2 separate regions of the Sus scrofa genome follow, and region 2 is linked to region 1. Evidence: chromatin contacts called from public Hi-C data. All regions are on one chromosome and are shown on one strand. The core of a region is the stretch at or near the end of the contact, and the rest is flanking DNA. Distances in the headings are between cores, read along the strand shown. Region 1 overlaps LOC106509808 (a long non-coding RNA gene). Region 2 holds the start of XPO1 (exportin-1).

The links. A called contact is a pair of places that touch in the nucleus more often than the background predicts.
Region 2: a contact with region 1 is called in a Hi-C map of skeletal muscle, with 5 times the contacts expected there. The contact joins the promoter of XPO1 here to the enhancer-like site in region 1. A contact is called at or near these places in 1 of 5 promoter capture datasets (liver), 7 of 47 Hi-C or Micro-C datasets (heart right ventricle, liver, psoas muscle and 1 more) and 1 of 2 datasets of contacts at active chromatin or transcription factors (skeletal muscle).

What each region holds. Positions count from the first base shown.
Region 1 is chr3:80,093,919-80,098,731 of Sscrofa11.1, reverse strand. It overlaps LOC106509808 (a long non-coding RNA gene), which reads right to left. Exons shown (of 4, transcript XR_002342701.1): 3 at 612-682. Among named protein-coding and RNA genes, the nearest start is that of FAM161A, 140 kb to the right of the region's middle. Within about 2 kb of position 2,006, at least 2 of the 83 cell types and tissues checked have an H3K27ac peak or open chromatin away from gene starts, as enhancers often do. A contact at or near this core is called in skeletal muscle, where this site is marked.
Region 2 is chr3:80,252,863-80,257,675 of Sscrofa11.1, reverse strand. XPO1 (exportin-1) reads right to left here and starts at 2,660. Exons shown (of 25, transcript XM_021087484.1): 1 at 1,847-2,660.

The DNA.
Region 1 (4,813 bases), core at 757-3,256:
ATTAACAGTGGTTATCTTTGGACAATATATTAACAATAATTATTATTTATTTTGTAGTTTCTAAATATTTACAATGAAAATTTAATACCTTCTAGTCAGAACTCTTCCCCCACACTATTTAAAAATAAATAAATTCATCTATGTTTTAAAATGAGTAATCAATCTGTCACTCAGGGTTCACGCTAAGCATCTATAAAGAGCAGAACTTTGTGTTAGCTCTCTATAAGAATTAAAAAATAATAATCTAAGAGGATAAACCTTGGGAATTTATCCTCTTAAAGATTTAAGACTTAGACACACATAGAATTGGAGAATTAGTTTCTAGTCAACAGTCAGGTTATGTATGAGATCCTTTAGCGTAGGGAATTAAAGCTTACTCATCTACGTACATCCAGGGTTTCTGCATCACCTGGAATATGATACTGGAGTTCCATATGTATTACTTACCCAAATAAAGGAATTAGTGAATAATAAAGTTTTAAAATGAATGCTGGGTGAATATAAGGATTTGGGATGAGGGATGGTTACAGAATTGGCAATGTCGCTCATAATCATGTTTCAGTTACAGTTTATAAGGTGATGACTCTCGAATCCTTACCTCCTGCCCTTACCTCTTTCATGATTTCAGACAAATATTTATGACAGAAAACTTGATGTTGACACTTGGATCTTCCAAAGAAACCTGCAGCAAAACATGTTCAAAGTTTGAACTCATTTTCCCACTAACCCTGTTCCTCCTCCTCACTGCTAATGCCGCTCAGACCAGAATCTTAGCACTCATCTTGGACTTCATCCTCTCTGTCTTCACATTCAGTTTGTTACTAAAATCTTGTTATTTCTATTATTCCTCAATAATTTTGGAATTTGTATTTTCCTCCCCTCTGGTTTCTTCTTTCTGGCCACCCTTACTTTCCATCTTCTTTGTCATCATCAAACTGATTTTTCTAAAATGCAGGTTTAATCATGATCCTCTTCTCCTCAGGATTGTCTAACAGCTCCTTGCTGCTGTAAGATAAAACCCATACTCCTTGGTTAGCCTGGCTACAAAGATTTCCACAACTGGGTCCTGTCTACCTCACTTATCTCCTCACAAGCCTGGGAGCTCCTGGTGGTGGGGTATTTTCTTCTTCATCATTCCAGCGCCAAATGCAGTTCTTTTAAAAACCCAATAAAGTTTCCCTAAATGAGTAAGTGAAGAGATAGGACCTGAAAATGGGCTTTGAAGTTTGGGCTTGGTGAATAGAATATGTAGAATCTAATCTGGATTCTTCAAACAATTATTAGGTTTATTGATGAAAGATATTCCTTGTCATTAAATTTCATAAATCCATAATCTCCTAGTGCTTAGCACATAATAGGTATTCAATAAATACTGGATTAATTAATAAATAAATTGATGAATGGTGTTGTGTATTTAGCCAAAGGAGCATTTCTTTTGGGAAATGTAGTGCTCAATTAACTACAGAGCAATTTATTGGGGAAGAGATGAAAACTCCATTAATTCTTTGTGATGAGGCTACTATGCTGGCCAGATACCTGATCAAACAGACTGGGCCTGAAGGCAATTTAACAGAACACATTTCTTACTGACTAGAATAGGGACCTGCTGTTGGAGAGGACACCTGTCTTCCTGAGGTCAGCAGCTCCAGCATTAGATTGAATAACTGTAACCAGATCTGGCTACAGGTGCTGCCAGAACAGGGATATCCCAAGGCGTTGTTACTGGATGCTAATTTTGGATAAATACCTCTTGGAATGGCTTTAAGTCTTTCAAAATGAAGATTGTATGCTCTAAGAAGTCATAAATATTACTGGAGTTTCCATTTTTGGTGGATAGTTAAACTCATTTTTTAGAGTTGGAACATGTAATGGACATGCCGACATATTAATACTTATATTGAGGTTTGGAAATCAAATATTTTACAAGGTCCTAGGAACTGGTTTGCAAAATAGTGTGTTATGAAAAGTGACCCTAGTGCAATATGATCACTCCCTTCGGAGAACATGCAAGTAAATTTAGTTAGTTAAAGCTTCTGCCAGCGTGATTCTAGCCCAGAGAATAACAAGGATATCTTCAGCTGCCAGTTGCTCTTATCTGCTGCTTCTCCTGATGCCTAATTTGGAGAAACTCCATTTTGCTGCAGGTTCAAGTCTCTGGGTTATCTTATCCCTGGACTTTTCTCCATCTGTTTGTTTCTATGGAGCTTTCGAGGAAACTCAGTGGTACATCATAGAGTGTCTTTCACTCAAAATACAAAGGGTAACCTGGTAAAAATATCAATAGTCAAGACTTCATAAAGCTTTTTTTTTTCCCTTGATAGGAAGGGTATTAATCAATCTTATTAGTTAAATGAAGAGACTAAAACTTAATAATAACCTTGACTAATCTTCCATCATTAAGCAGGAATGTGCCTAACTGCTTTCTACTGTCATGCCACCATAAAATGACTTTTCTTGCTTCCAGTTTAAGTAGCTAGAAACTTCATCAAATAAAGCTTAAATCTTCAATTGAGATAATTTTATTTTGACCCTCTGGGGCAGAAAATGGAGAAACAAAAAGGAAAGTAGCCAACTTATTCATCCTGGTCACCAAGAGGTGGGAAAGATTTCTCCAGAGACGACAGGATATCATTTACAGTTCTCTAAAAAATTAATCAGGCAATTTTATTTTTAATGATTCTGCAATCTTAGTGTAGTGGCTTTTATAGCCCTGAGCTGTGTGTTTAAAAGCACATCAAAATGTCAAAGTGGGCCTCTATACATCACCCCTTCCTGCTATTTTAAAATTAGTTCCTTTCTTAATTATTTTCAGACTTACAACTTCATATGAACACAATCTGAAATACCCCAGAGTAGTTATGAGCAAAACTGGTTACCTGGTACACTGCAAATGCAGTCACGAGCAAATGCAGCCTGGCTGGAGTTTGGTGCCTATGAATATTCATAAGAGGCAAGTATCCTAGTGATTAAAAGCACCAGCTCTGGAATCTGATAAACTGGGTTTGAGTCCTGGGTCCCCTGCTCACTAGATATGAGACTTAAGCAAGTTACTTAAAACTCTCATTGGTTAAAAGGGAATAATAACAGCACCTACTGAGCAGCAGCAGCAAAACATTACACCTACAAGATTCTGCAAGAGGTTCTAAGGATTCAGCAATGTTTAAGATATGTATTCCATCCTTCCCAGGCTGATCCCTTCCCAGAGAAGGGATACATATACACATATGTAATAAGTTGAGACACACAGCTCTGAGTGGGTGAATGGAAGGTTTGTTGAGGTTTCTTGGCCTCGGAAGGACAGGATACAGATATGCTGACTACAAGACTGGGTGCATTCTTAGGGCTGCCTCGCAATTGCATAATTGACTCTTCCTGTCAATCTCCTTGAGTATCTTGGGTACCTCAAAGGCTAAGAATTCATGGGGAAATGAGGTAGAGGACTTAAAAAGTCTTTGGCTGCTCCTTTTTTTTTTTTGAAACCGAATGTTTTCAGCTTGGGCATTTGAAAACAAAGATTTGTTGCTAGTTTAAAAATACTTCTTTTCCTGGGAGTTCCCATTGTGGCGCAGTGGTTAACGAATCTGACTAGGAACCATGAGGCTGCGGGTTCAATCCCTGGCCTTGCTCATTGGGTTAAGGATCTGGCATTGCTATGAGCTGTGGTGTAGATCGCAGACGCGGCTCAGATCCCACATTGCTGTAGCCGCTGGCCTACAGCTCTGATTAGATCCCTAGCCTGGGCCCTCCATATGCCGAGGGAGCAGCCCTAGAAAAAGACAAAAACAACAACAACAACAACAAAAAAACCAAAAACACCTTCTTTTCCTTAAAGGAAATATTTTGTAGAATGAAGAACAGAAATAACCTGCCACAACAAAATAAAAATTACTTATGCTATTTTTTATAGTAAAAATATTATATAAGACTACCTTTCTTTGGAGATAAAATAAACAGATATGGTCTTTGAACCTGAGATACAATAAAAAGTTTGGACTATCCAAGCTTTTATACAGGTTAATAAGTCATGCTTAAGGAAAAGTTTGTGATCCAGTTTAGTCCAGGGAAAATATAATAGTGAGTCTGACAAGGGTGATGGTAATAAAGAAAGGAAGAAGTAGATCTTTATAGACAGCCTATTTTAGACAAGATATATTGTAAGGAAACTATATTAGTAAGTAATATTTTCCAAAAGATTCTTCTCCAGAGACAATAAAGGTATTTGTTGCTCTATTAAAAGCAGAAACTTTATCAAAAGATGGTAAAAAGAAAAAAGAAAAAATCCCAAACATTGACATGCTACTGATAGAACTACTGGACGGTCTCTCTTGGAAACCTACTCATTCTTTTCTTCTTTTATTCATTAAAAATTTAATTTATTGGAGTTCTTATTGTGGCGCAGCGGAAACGAATCAGACTATGAGTGATGAGGTTGCGGGTTTGATCCCTGGCCTTGCTCAGTGGGTTGAGGATCTGGTGTTGCCGTGAGCTGTGGTGTAGGTTGCCGATATGGTTCGGATCTGGTGTTGCTGTGGCTCTGGCGTAGGCCAGCGGCTACAGCTCCTATTAGACCCCTAGCCTGGGAACCTCCATATGCCTTGGATGCGGTCCTATAAAAGACAAATGACAAAAAAAAAAAAAATTTAATTTATTATGTTTTCTTCTATGTGTCATACAGGATGTGTTAGGTACTGCATATATGGTTATAAACAAAACACATATGTTTCCTTCTCTCATGGAGCTGGAAGATGACAGACAGTAAGTGGGTAAGCAAATAAATCACCATAATTACATGTTCATCCATTTACTCCAAGAA
Region 2 (4,813 bases), core at 1,411-3,910, 160 kb before region 1:
ACAACAAAACTGATGAGATTTCAAAAATTTCTACCAGCAGTTACTACCTAACATAATCTTTGACCTAAATATTAATACAAAAAAGGAAATATATATTTCACAAATTAAAGCGTTAAATCTCTCCCCTTCAAGTGTCATGTAATTTTAAAGGATCAGAACAATCTTAAAAATTGAGCCTGAAAAGCAATGTCCACGAAGAATCAAGATCTACATATCAAATGTTCTATGGGGGGGAGTTAATTAAAAACTGAACGAACTTTTCTCCTATTTAGTCCTATCATAATGTAATAGCCAAAACAAAAAATAAAGTAACTATAAAAAGTTTCATTTTCAAGTACATTGTCTTTACAGAGTTCAAGACAAATCCTGTGAAAAAGCAGGTTTAGAATAGAAGCTTCTGTTAAATACAGCAGGGTATGCCACCCTTAGAACTAGCGCCTATCTTCGAAATGACCTACCTAGTCTTAAACTGTACGTAGTACAGAAATGGCGGCTTTCTGGTCAATGCCAAGCACATTTAGTCTCCCAAATTAAATAGCTTCCAAAACATTCTTTCCACCAACAGCAGTGTCCAACGCGCTTAAGATACACAATCAAGCAGATAGCAAAACAGCCAAAGCGGGAGGTGAAAGAAACCACAAAAGCTTTCTCCGTTCCTTGGGACACTCAATGCTAAATTCCACTCACTGCACAGCAAATACAAGGTACTGTCCAGCCATGTGGTGACTCTACAAGTGACTACCAAAATACCTTCACAGCCACTTCAAACTGGCAGCTACACACTGCCAGCTCCCATCCAAAAGCCAAAAAATCATAACCGTTGCTTAATGATAACTACATAGTAGGTCAAAAAACAAGTCGCTACAAGGAGAAAGACTGCTACTTTAGGTGTGTGGGCAATTGCCTGCTTCATTCAGTAGAAACACACCTCACTAAGGCCCGCCCTCCCCTCTCTTCCCACCCGAACCGATCCGCAGCACTTCTAACTATAGCATACTGGAGCACGCACTCACCCCGCCCATACTCGGAGGAGGCATTTAGACCAGGCGCCTGAAGTTCACCGCCCCATTCTCAATGCAGCATGGCCTCTGCGTGATCAGAGGTCCGTGCTGGGCAGATCTTTAATGCTTCCTCTAGTACACCGCTTCCTTCCACCCACCCCAAACTCAGACATCGGAATGAAGCAGAATCAGGATATTGTCCACTGTACAGCGCCAGCAGTAAACGTTTTGATCACTTAACACACTCAAGTCCGTGAAAGCAAAACTACAGCATGGAACCTCACCTGCAGATTCCCCCCCCCCAAAAAAACCAAATAACCTTCCCTACTTTTAATCCTACTTTGCAAAAACCCAAAGATTCTGAGTTTCCCTGCAGGAGGAGCAGGCATCAGCCCCTCCCTCCCGCGATCCCAAGCTCTCCACCGAGGGGCCACGTGATGCAGGCGGACGTTTCAATGCTGCTGCACTAAATATTTCTGGAAACTTCCACTCCTAATAATTTCCTGAGATGTTCCTGAAATCACCCTAACTTCTCCCCGGCCCCTTGGGCTGGGGAAGCCCTTCCACTCCCGCGCCGGGCCCCACTTCACTATCACGCTCCTTGCCTTCCTCCACCGCTACCCGCACACGCGAATGACCCAAGCAAGCGCTCCCCTCCCGCGGCCGCCTCCCCGCCTCCATCCCCCAGCGGCAGAAGCGGCTCCATTCAATCGCAGGCTGTGCTGTGGGCCCGCCGCCGCCTCCCCGGCTCGTCTCCCGCGGCCGCCGCCGCGCCCCACACCAGCCTCCTCCCGCCCGGCCGCGCCGCCGCCCGACCCTCGGCCCCGAAGACACAGTCGACTTACCCAGAGATTGAACCAACTGCTTCTTCCTTCCTTGTCGGGGGATTAGGGCGAGGGAAGATGGGGAGGGGGGGAAGAGGGGAGGAAATCAAGGTGGGTTTCACAGTTTCCCCACCTTAAAAAAAGAAATTAAAAAAAAAACGAAGGCGATAAGGGCAAAAAAAAAAAAAAAAGCTCAATATTTACTATCTCAGGGACACCTCCCCCCGACACACACACCCACCCTCCCCCCCAAAAAAAGAAGGGGAATTAATATGTGGAATAAATGCTCCCGCCTGGCTGGGGCGTGAGGGAAGGGGGAGGGGAACCGGGTCAGGTCCCAAAGATTCAGCCCCAGGGGGACCCTCCAGCCACAGGCGGCAGCAGGAGCGGCAGGAGTAGGGGGTGTAGAGTCCACACGGTCGGGGGACGCTCTGCTGCCAGTTACAGTCCGACTCCCCCCTACCAAAATACGGCTCCCTCTCTCACGCGGCTCCGGTGCTGGGCCCCCCCCACCCAGGCTCGCCTAAACTTTCCCCCCTTCTCTTGCTCCTCAGCGACTGGTGGTTCCCCCCTCCCCCTCTGGGTGGTTGCACGGACTGCAGCAGCAAAGACTGGAACAGGCACCGCCGCCGGGGCTGTAGCTACTGTTGCTCTTGCTGATGCTGTAGCTCCCGCTGCTCCTGCCGCGGCCGCTGCAGCCGCTTCTCCCCCTCCTCCTAGTGCCTCAAACTCGGAACCGGTTGAAACCGGTTCAGACTGGGAGATTCCATCTCGGTTGAGTTTTCAGCCCATGGCGCCGCGGAGCGTTTGGAACCTGGGCCTCCGCCCCCAGTCCGCTTGCCCATTGGCCGCTTCCAGCCATAGCCGCGCCATCAGCCTACCTCCTATTGGTCATATCGCCCATCAATCTCTGCTCTAGGCTCCACACGAGCCCGCCGCTTCGGCCCCCGCCTCTTTCCAGCAGCGATTTGCCCGCAGAGTGGGGGAAGGGAAGTGGGGCGGGTCGCAAAGGAGCGAGGAGGGGGGGTGGAAGAGGAGAAGGTGGGACGAAGAGCTAAGCAGAGCAGAGTAGAGAGCGAAGAGAAGCCGCGCGGAAGATTGGTTCGAGAGGTCTGTCAATCAAATATAGCCCGCCCTCAACTTCCCGTCCTCCTCCCTCCGCTCCCCCTCCCAGGGCTTAGCCCGCAGGCCCGGCCTTTCCGGCCCGTTCATTGGCTGGGCGCCTTTGGTGACGAAGCGGGTGGGGCGCAGCTCGTGAGCTGGTGGAGGCGCGAGTTTAAGCGCGGCGCGCGGCCGCCTGCGTCCGCTCGGCTACTCCCGGACTCGCGTTGGTCGGCCCCCGCCGGCTCCCGCCTAGCTGCAGGGCCTTAACCCGCAGTGGTCGGGACCTGTCCCCCACCCATCGGATGGGGGCTGTGCAAAAACTAGGGCACACCCAGTTTTTTTTTAATCGGAGAGGGGCGGGGTGGAAAAAAGGAGCGAAAACAACACAACGGAGGCCAGTCGTAGGCCCCAGACCGGGTTTGGGGCCGAGATGTTGAGAGGTTGGGGTGAGGTATGGGGCACGCTCCCTTGGCGCCTCTTACTCCTCTCCGAGACGTGGGAAAGTTACCTAAGTAGTTCTTGGGCAAGTCTCCTTCAAATTTTAACTCGCCGTCTCCCCAGGTTGGAATTTGGCTGCTTCAACAACCAATTCTTCCTAAAAATTAAGACACTGTAATCCCTGTAATTGGTTTAACATCCTGTGCTTTTTGCTGGGTAAGCTTGAGTGCCAGCTGCCCTTGATCTTCCTTTACCTTCGCTTTTTCCTTTCGGGTAGTTACCCTTCACAAATTTCATCATCACCAAGTAGTATTTTCTATGAAAGTCACACGCACGTGGCCCTTCACATGGTTGTCTCTCTTGTCCGCAAGTGCCCTCCAAGTAAGCTTTACTGATTGTTCTTTGCTGAAGAAACAGCAAGCAGCCCACCAACATTTAGTAGGCCCATTGTGCCACCAAGAGGTTGATAAATGGTTTATTAAATCACAGTTTTCTTCAGCAAATTCTCACTTACAGTGGACAAAGGCTAATACCCAAACACTGCTTAAGAGTAACTCTCTCACCCTCCAATAGGTTTGCCAAAATGATGTTGGATTACTTTGAGACCTAAGATTTTTTATTCATTGCTTAGCTTGAATGGTATCAAACCAAACTGTATTATGTATGTGACGAATACACTGATCATCTGGAATACTTACATCCTATTACAGGACTGTCCTGTTTTTTAAAAAGTTTTTCCTCCACATTTTCAGCTCTTGCACCAGGCCACTGATTTTTTTAGATGCCAGAACAATGAATAAAAATCGACTGGTTTGTAAGACCTGGCTTTGCTGAGAATGTGACCTTGGGCAAGTCTCTTGACCTCTTTGGGCCTCAGTTTCCTTTTCACTCATTAATGAGACTCATATCATCCATGCCTGTCTCATCTGTATAGAGATCAAATGGGTGTGAAAGAGCAGTGTGGCCCATAAAGCACTAAATAGTCCCAGTTTTCTGTCCTCTTCTTTAGCTCTTCTCGTCTTTAAGTCATATCCCCTAGGAGATCATATCTCTCTGGACCATAGTTAATCAGATGTAAACATTTAGCCCATTATTTTTGCCTAGAGTTAGCCAAAATGGAGTATTCAATATAAACTTATTAACAAGCGCAAAATGAAGTGACTGGAGGAGATAATTCTGTATGATCACTGTGTTTTCAGAATCAATTTCAGAAAACATGTCTGACATATTTAAAATCCTTTTTACATTATCTCCATTTGTTGGAAACAAGACTTCAAAGGTTGAAGTGGGCCATGAATAAGGAAATGTTAATAAACTGTATCAAATGCCTGCCTGCTTGTCTAGCCCTCTGTTAGAGACCTTTCTCAACAATTTTCAATGAATTCTTAACAGCAGCAATGTGAGGTAGTTGTTCTTTTTCAGATCTTGCTCCTGCTTCCTCCGGAC